Linked DNA regions of Pan troglodytes: region 2 is linked to region 1. Evidence: chromatin contacts called from public HiChIP or PLAC-seq data. All regions are on one chromosome and are shown on one strand. The core of a region is the stretch at or near the end of the contact, and the rest is flanking DNA. Distances in the headings are between cores, read along the strand shown.

The links. HiChIP or PLAC-seq counts read pairs in DNA pulled down with a chosen protein or histone mark.
Region 2: a contact with region 1 is called in an H3K4me3 HiChIP or PLAC-seq map of stem cell-derived excitatory neurons, with 2.7 times the contacts expected there. The contact joins the promoter of SEC22A here to the promoter of PDIA5 in region 1. A contact is called at or near these places in 1 of 7 Hi-C or Micro-C datasets (stem cell-derived neural progenitor cells) and 1 of 1 datasets of contacts at active chromatin or transcription factors (stem cell-derived excitatory neurons).

Annotation. Positions count from the first base shown.
Region 1 is chr2:126,328,904-126,332,097 of NHGRI_mPanTro3-v2.0_pri, forward strand. PDIA5 (protein disulfide isomerase family A member 5) reads left to right here and starts at 1,629. Exons shown (of 17, transcript XM_001151831.8): 1 at 1,629-1,841. The coding sequence starts at 1,800.
Region 2 is chr2:126,472,636-126,475,829 of NHGRI_mPanTro3-v2.0_pri, forward strand. SEC22A (SEC22 homolog A, vesicle trafficking protein) reads left to right here and starts at 1,635. Exons shown (of 7, transcript XM_516699.8): 1 at 1,635-1,757.

The DNA.
Region 1 (3,194 bases), core at 379-2,878:
ACAGATGGTGGGGGGACAGGGGATGGTTTTGGGATGAAACTGTTCTATGTCGGATCATCAGGCATTAGATTCTCATAAGGCACCCACAACCTAGATTTCTTGAATGTGCAGTTCACAATAGAGTTCACACTCCTATGAGAATCTAATGCCACCACTGATCTGACAGGAGGCAGAGCTCAGGCGGTAATGCTCGCTGGCCCACAGCTTGCCTCCTGGTTCCTAACAGGCCACAGACTGTCCAGAGGCCCAGCGTTTGGGGACCCCTGCTTTAGCACAGGGAATGGGTTCAATAAAGAGTTTTTTTCTTTTGAAAATTTTTACTCAGGTAAAATTCGCATAACATCAATTAACCATTTTAAAGTGTACAGTTTAGTGGCATTTAGTACCTTCACAATGTTGTGGAACCATCATCTCCATCTAGTTCCAAAATGTTTTATCACCCCCAAAGGAGTCCCTATACTCATTAGGCAGTCATTCCCCATTCCTTCCTCCCCACCCCCACTACTATGCTTTCTGTCTCTGTGGATTTACCTATTCTAAATATTTCATAAGATGTAATCACATCATATGTGACTTTTTGTGTCTGGCTTCTTTCATTAGCATACATTTCTGAGATTCATTCATTGTAGAATGTATTAGCATTTTATTCCCTCCCCCCTCCCTTTTTTTTTTTTTTTTTTTTTTTTGAGACAGGGTCTCACTCTGTGGCCTAGGCTGGGGTGCAGTGGCATGATCTCGGCTCACTGCAGTCTCCATATCCCAGGTTCAAGCAATCCTCCCGCCTTAGCCTCCCAAGTAGTTGGAACTACAGTCCCTTGCCACCACACCAGCTATTTTATTTTATTTTTATTTTTAGCAGAGATGAGGTCTTGCTATGTTGCCCAGGCTGGTTTCAAACTCCTAGTCTTACACGATTCTGCTGCCTCAGCTTTCCAAAGTGTTGGGATTACAGTCATGAGCTGCCCTGCTGGGCCACTTTATTCCTTTTAATGGCTAAATAACATTCCATTAGATGGATGTATCACACTTTGTTTACCCATTCATCCTTTGACAGACGTTAGAGTTGTTTCCACCTTTTGATTATTGTAAATAGTGTTGCTGTGAACACTGGTGTACGTGCATTTGTCTGAATACCTGTTTTCAATTCTTTTGGGTATTAGCCTAAGGGTGGAATTGCTGGTCATATAGTAATCTATGTTTAACTTTTTGAGGAGCCACCAGATTGTTTTCCAACAGCTCAATAATGTTTTACTGAAGTTAAATAGAATAAGCAGGAGGGAGTCTGGGAGGCAGGGATGAGGGCTTTTCCTGTCCTTCACAGGCAGCCCTGGACTCTGCCATTTACCGGCTGTGTGATCTGGATCAACGTACTTAAATTCCCTGGGCTGCCTCCTAATCCTCAAAGTGGAGAAAATAAAACCTAATTTCTGTGAGCTGCGTGAGATACTGTTTCTGAAGCTCCAGGCACAGAGTAAGCCCCCGCGCATTAATTGCCTTCCCTTACTCCCTGACCTTGCCTTTTCGCACTTCACTCGCTGCCACGTGGCCTCGGAGCCCAGTCCGCACCCGCAGCCCCCAGCTGAGCCAGGCTGCAGACTACAACTCCCAGCGAGCACTTCTTCCCGGCCGCCTCTCCCCAGCTGCTGCGCATGCTTTGGCAGACGTGGCACCGGGAACTCGGAGGCGGGGAGCGGCTGGGAAGTGGCCGTGGTGGTTGGCCGCGGTGGAGCTAGCAGGCGGGCGGGCGGGAGCGGGCGCCGGAGTGGAGAAAGGAGCCAGCGGTGGGCAGCGCTGCTGGGATGGCGCGGGCCGGGCCGGCGTGGCTGCTGCTGGCAATCTGGGTGAGACTGTGGGGCAGGGGTCCGGGCCGGGCCAGCACGTGTGTCCCGCGTGCCCTTCTGCGCTCTCTGCTCCAGCCCTCTGCGGAACGTGCGGGGAGCTGCCCCGGGGCACCGGGATGAGGGCGTGCATGCCAGGCAGGCGGGCACTGGGTGCTACGCGGGAGACAGCGGGAGTCCCGGTGCCCTCGCCGCCAAGCGCTCCCGGACGCAGGGGCAGGAGGCAGCTGTGGGGCGCCGGGAGATCCCTGGCAGGGTGCTTACGCCACGGCCACAACTTTGCGGGGATGCAGGTCGGGGCACAGCCGGTCGGGCAGGACGCCGGCGGGCTGCGGGGTGAGCTCCGCCCCAGACTCCGAGCCCTGCACCTGTGTGAGTGCGGGGTGGGATGGGGGTGCTTACTACCTGCACTGCCGGAAACCTTGGTTTAGGGCCACCTTGTTCTTGGTTTCGGCCCCAGGCGTCTGGGAAACTGCGGGCCACCACCTGGGCCTCCGCCCACAGGCCAGGCTCGGTGGGCTGGGTGGGGTCGACGTAGCCCGCCCCGGCAGAGGAGCTGCTCCTACACCCAACTGAGGCGGGCTCGAGCCTCAGCCACTTTCTAGCTGTGTGACGCGGCGGTTCATTTAATGTATCTGAGCTAGTCTCCTCATCCATGATATAGAAAGGCAAAGCTACCCCCATAGGGTGGTTCTGAGAGTCGGATGAGGTCTCAGTGGAGGAAGCTGTGTAAACTGCAAAATCTTACAAAAGTGGAAAAGGAGTGGACTCCAAGAGTAGTTTGCTACACTTGGTGGGGGGGACTCCAGGCATCCCTGAGAGAGGTCGGAATGGGTGTGCCTGCCGGTCCAGGTCTGGGGTTTGGCCTTCGTTTCGCTGTGGGTGTGCGATGAGATATTGTGGCCTCCTTCCCCATCTTTTCCATAACTTATGCCCTCCCTTATTTTAGGACCATCCTGGTTCTTTTCCTCTGAAGTTCCAGGGAACTTCCTGTTCCTGGCACCCTCCCCCCAACCCAGATTTTCCCGTTCTTTTCCATTTGGGTGTGGCAAGGCCACTGGGCAAATGGGAGGAGAAAAAGTGTGGGTTGAGTTGCTTGAAACACTTCCATCTCCCAATACCCTGGCCTTTTGGATCACCAGTGAGGAGTGGCCTGGTACTCTCTGGTTGGAAGTGGGTGGGGAAGGAAGCCCCCTGTTCTCTTCGGTCTGTGTTCTCCCTCTTGGGGAGAACCAGGCTGGAGTGGGGCAGTGTCACTTAATTGCATCTGGGTTTGTTGAATGCTGGTTTGCCATCAGTTCCCTGGAGCCAGTTGGTCTGGGCGGGTCTCTGGGCCAGGAGGAGGGAGCTATCTCC
Region 2 (3,194 bases), core at 385-2,884, 140 kb after region 1:
CTGGGATTACAGATGCCTACAACCATGTCTGGCTAATTTTTTTGTATTTTAGTTGAGATGGGGTTTCACCATGTTGGCCAGGCTGGTCTTGAACTCTCAACCTCAAGTGATCCACCCCCACCCCCGGCCTCCCAAAGTGCTGGGATTACAGGCGTGAGCCATCGCGCCCGGTCAGAATATTCTAAAATTTATTCATTTCATGAACATTCTTATACATATGTTTTCTGGTGAATATATGAATACATTTATGTTGAGTATATATCTAGGACAAAATTTATGTTAGTTCAGGCCTTTCTTCTGAACTCTAGACCTACATATCCAAATCTACTTGACATCTCCATTTATAGGCATTTCAAATTTAACATATTCCAAACCATTTGCTCCTCTTTCTGTGTTCCATGAGTCAGTAAATGGCTTCTTAATCCATCTAGTTACTTAAGGAGTCATCCTTAATATTCCTCTTTGTTGACCCTTCCCGGCAAACCAATCCGTTATGAAGTCCCTTGGATACCATTTATAATTTATACATATCTTGAAATTATCTACCTCTTTCTGTCTCTAACTCCCATTACACTAGTTCAAGCCACCATCATTTCTGGCTTTGCCTGATGCAACTGCCTCCAAATGGCTTTCCAGCAGCCCTTCTTGCCCTCTTCCACACTATTCTCCACAAACAGCCTGAGTGATTCTTAAATATGCAAATAGGATCCTACTTAATAGTCTTTATTAGCTGCCCATTGACCTTGGGCTGAGATGAGACAAGGGCCAGACCATGCTGGCTCTTATTGGCCACATTACAGATTTCCGGCTGTATTTTGGAAGATATCTTAAGGTCAACGGGCAAAGTTTCTCCTTGCTCCCTACACTCCATCCACACTGACTTCCTTTTAGTTCCTAGAGCACACGAAGTTCTTTCATGCCCCAACAACCTCACACAATATTTCCTTGGCGGGGAACATTCTCTAAGTCTCTTTAATATGCCTGCCGCTTAAAAGGCACTTATTCAGAGGTCTCTTCCCTGATAGTCCAAAATTAATTGATCATTGCACCCACTAATTTTCCCTCCCAATACTGACAATTTATAATTCTGTAACTAACTATTTATGCTTTAATGTCTCTTGCTTCGATTACTCCTTAAATTCCATCAAGCGTTATGTCCACTCCTGTAACCCCGTGCTTAACACGGTGCTTGGCACATGGTAAACAGTCAGGAAATGCCTGTTTAATAATGCATGACCGATGCGAAGGCTGGAAGGGGTCTCAGGGTCAGTATCTGGCACTTTTCTGCCATGGTTAGTTTCCTTGTGTGTGGGAATAGACGGGGCCAGGTCTTCTCCTTGCCCACCCAGAGGGGGCTTTTCTCCCTATCCCCTTTATAAGTGTCTGCTGTAGGGCCGCGTGTGAGAGACAAAATGCCTGCAGAAACAGGGCGGCGAGCGGAAGACATTGGCCATATTTCTGAAGTCAACGTAGTTCTGTCATCGGAGGATTCTGTACTTTTCTGGCGCAGGTGCGAGAGAAGCTGCCAATCTCTCCTGGAGCGGGTGGGACTAAGGAGGGCCCCGGGAGCTGGCGGGTTGTTGTGTCCTTCCTGCAGAACCCGATTGGCCTGGGCGAGCCGAGGGAACGGGGGCGTGGTTTGATTCCGCGGGCGCGAGCCACGTTGGACGCGCCGCAGCCCCGCCGAAAGGTCCCTCCCAGGCCCCACAATGCACTGCGGGGCGCGTCACTCGGAGCGGCGGGGCCCGTCTCGACAGGTACTCCCCGGCCCCTCCCAGTCCTCTTCTTCCTTTCTTAGGGGTCGTTCGAATCCCTGCCAGCCTCTCCGCTCGCTCTCCCTGCCTCTCGCCACAGCCTCGGTCTTCGCCCTCGGGACTGAAGACCTACCCCACGGGCAGGAGCCAAGTCCGTGCCTTTGGGGTGGGGGTCGGGGCCGCGGAGCTCTGGAGGGACGGGCAAGCGGGGACCCCGTCCCCTTCGACTTGAGGGTTCTCTGGGGCCAGGCGGGCGGCGGTTGCGCCTCGTCTGAGCCGCCTCGGGTATTGGGCAGCCAGGAAAGGAGTGTCTGAAGGGGAGGGACAGTCGCACTTGGCTGTCAGCATGGTGGTGGGGATTCCCTGGCGCCCAGGTGTCAGAAACACGGTGATCTACCTGTGTAGGTGGCCCATGAGAGCTTGAGGTGGCATTTCCTATTTCTTTTAGGCAGAATGGGACTTGAACCAGTGTCTTACTTTACGTCTTGTGGGGATGGAGTGAGCACTGAGCCCAGATATTTGCCCGCGTTGGCTCACGGAAATCTCTTGAGACCCTGTCTCAAGAGTCACTTTGGGAACGATGTGGCAGAAGGGAGACCTGAGCAATTGGCTCGGCAAGTGGAGGAGGCTTCCAAAAGAAAAGGACAAGCCCCAGCTGGCTTGAATCTCTCTGCCAGTGAAGACAGCTTAAGATAATTTTTCCCTGCTGCTTAGTTTCCTGGATCATCCACCTGGGGCAGGGGGCGAGCTTGAGAACCAGTCCCTCCTATGCCTATTCAGCCAAGGCAAAGCCTAGCCCAGAGCAAAAGTATCAGCCACCAGACTGGAGATGTTGGGATCTTCAGTCAGGGGAACAGCCACTTTTCAAACTCTGAATCACTTTCCATGTTACTGATATTTGCTTACATGCTAAGATTGTAAGGAATCAGGCAATGCCTTAAATGGTACCTACAATTTCTGATATATTAAGGTTCATTCAGTATTTGACTCTGACACCTGTGACCATATCCTAAAGTAATGGGACATTCGGGTATTTCCTATGTTGAAAACCGTCACATCTGTTTAGTGCCTTTTTTTTTTTTTTGCATGCAACTGGTTAAAATCGAAGTATATCTTATGTTGGTATATGAAAGAGGCCTAGGTCCTATCACAGGGGTGCCTGTGACCTTCCTTGAGTGTCTCACAGAGTTGTTAGAATTGGGCCTGAGTTTAAATCCCTACTTTGTCACCTACTCGTTTAGGGATTAAAAAAAATTCCTCAAGCTTTCTGGGCTTGAATTTCCTCAAAGGTAAAATGGAACTAATAATACCTATCTCACAGGTTTTTGGAAGGCTTAAATGAGGTAATGTGTATAAAGTGCGTGGTCCATGGAGAGTAATCAATAAATAATATAGCAAATATTTAATGTAGTGGTTTTAGCATGTTACAAGGCAATGTTT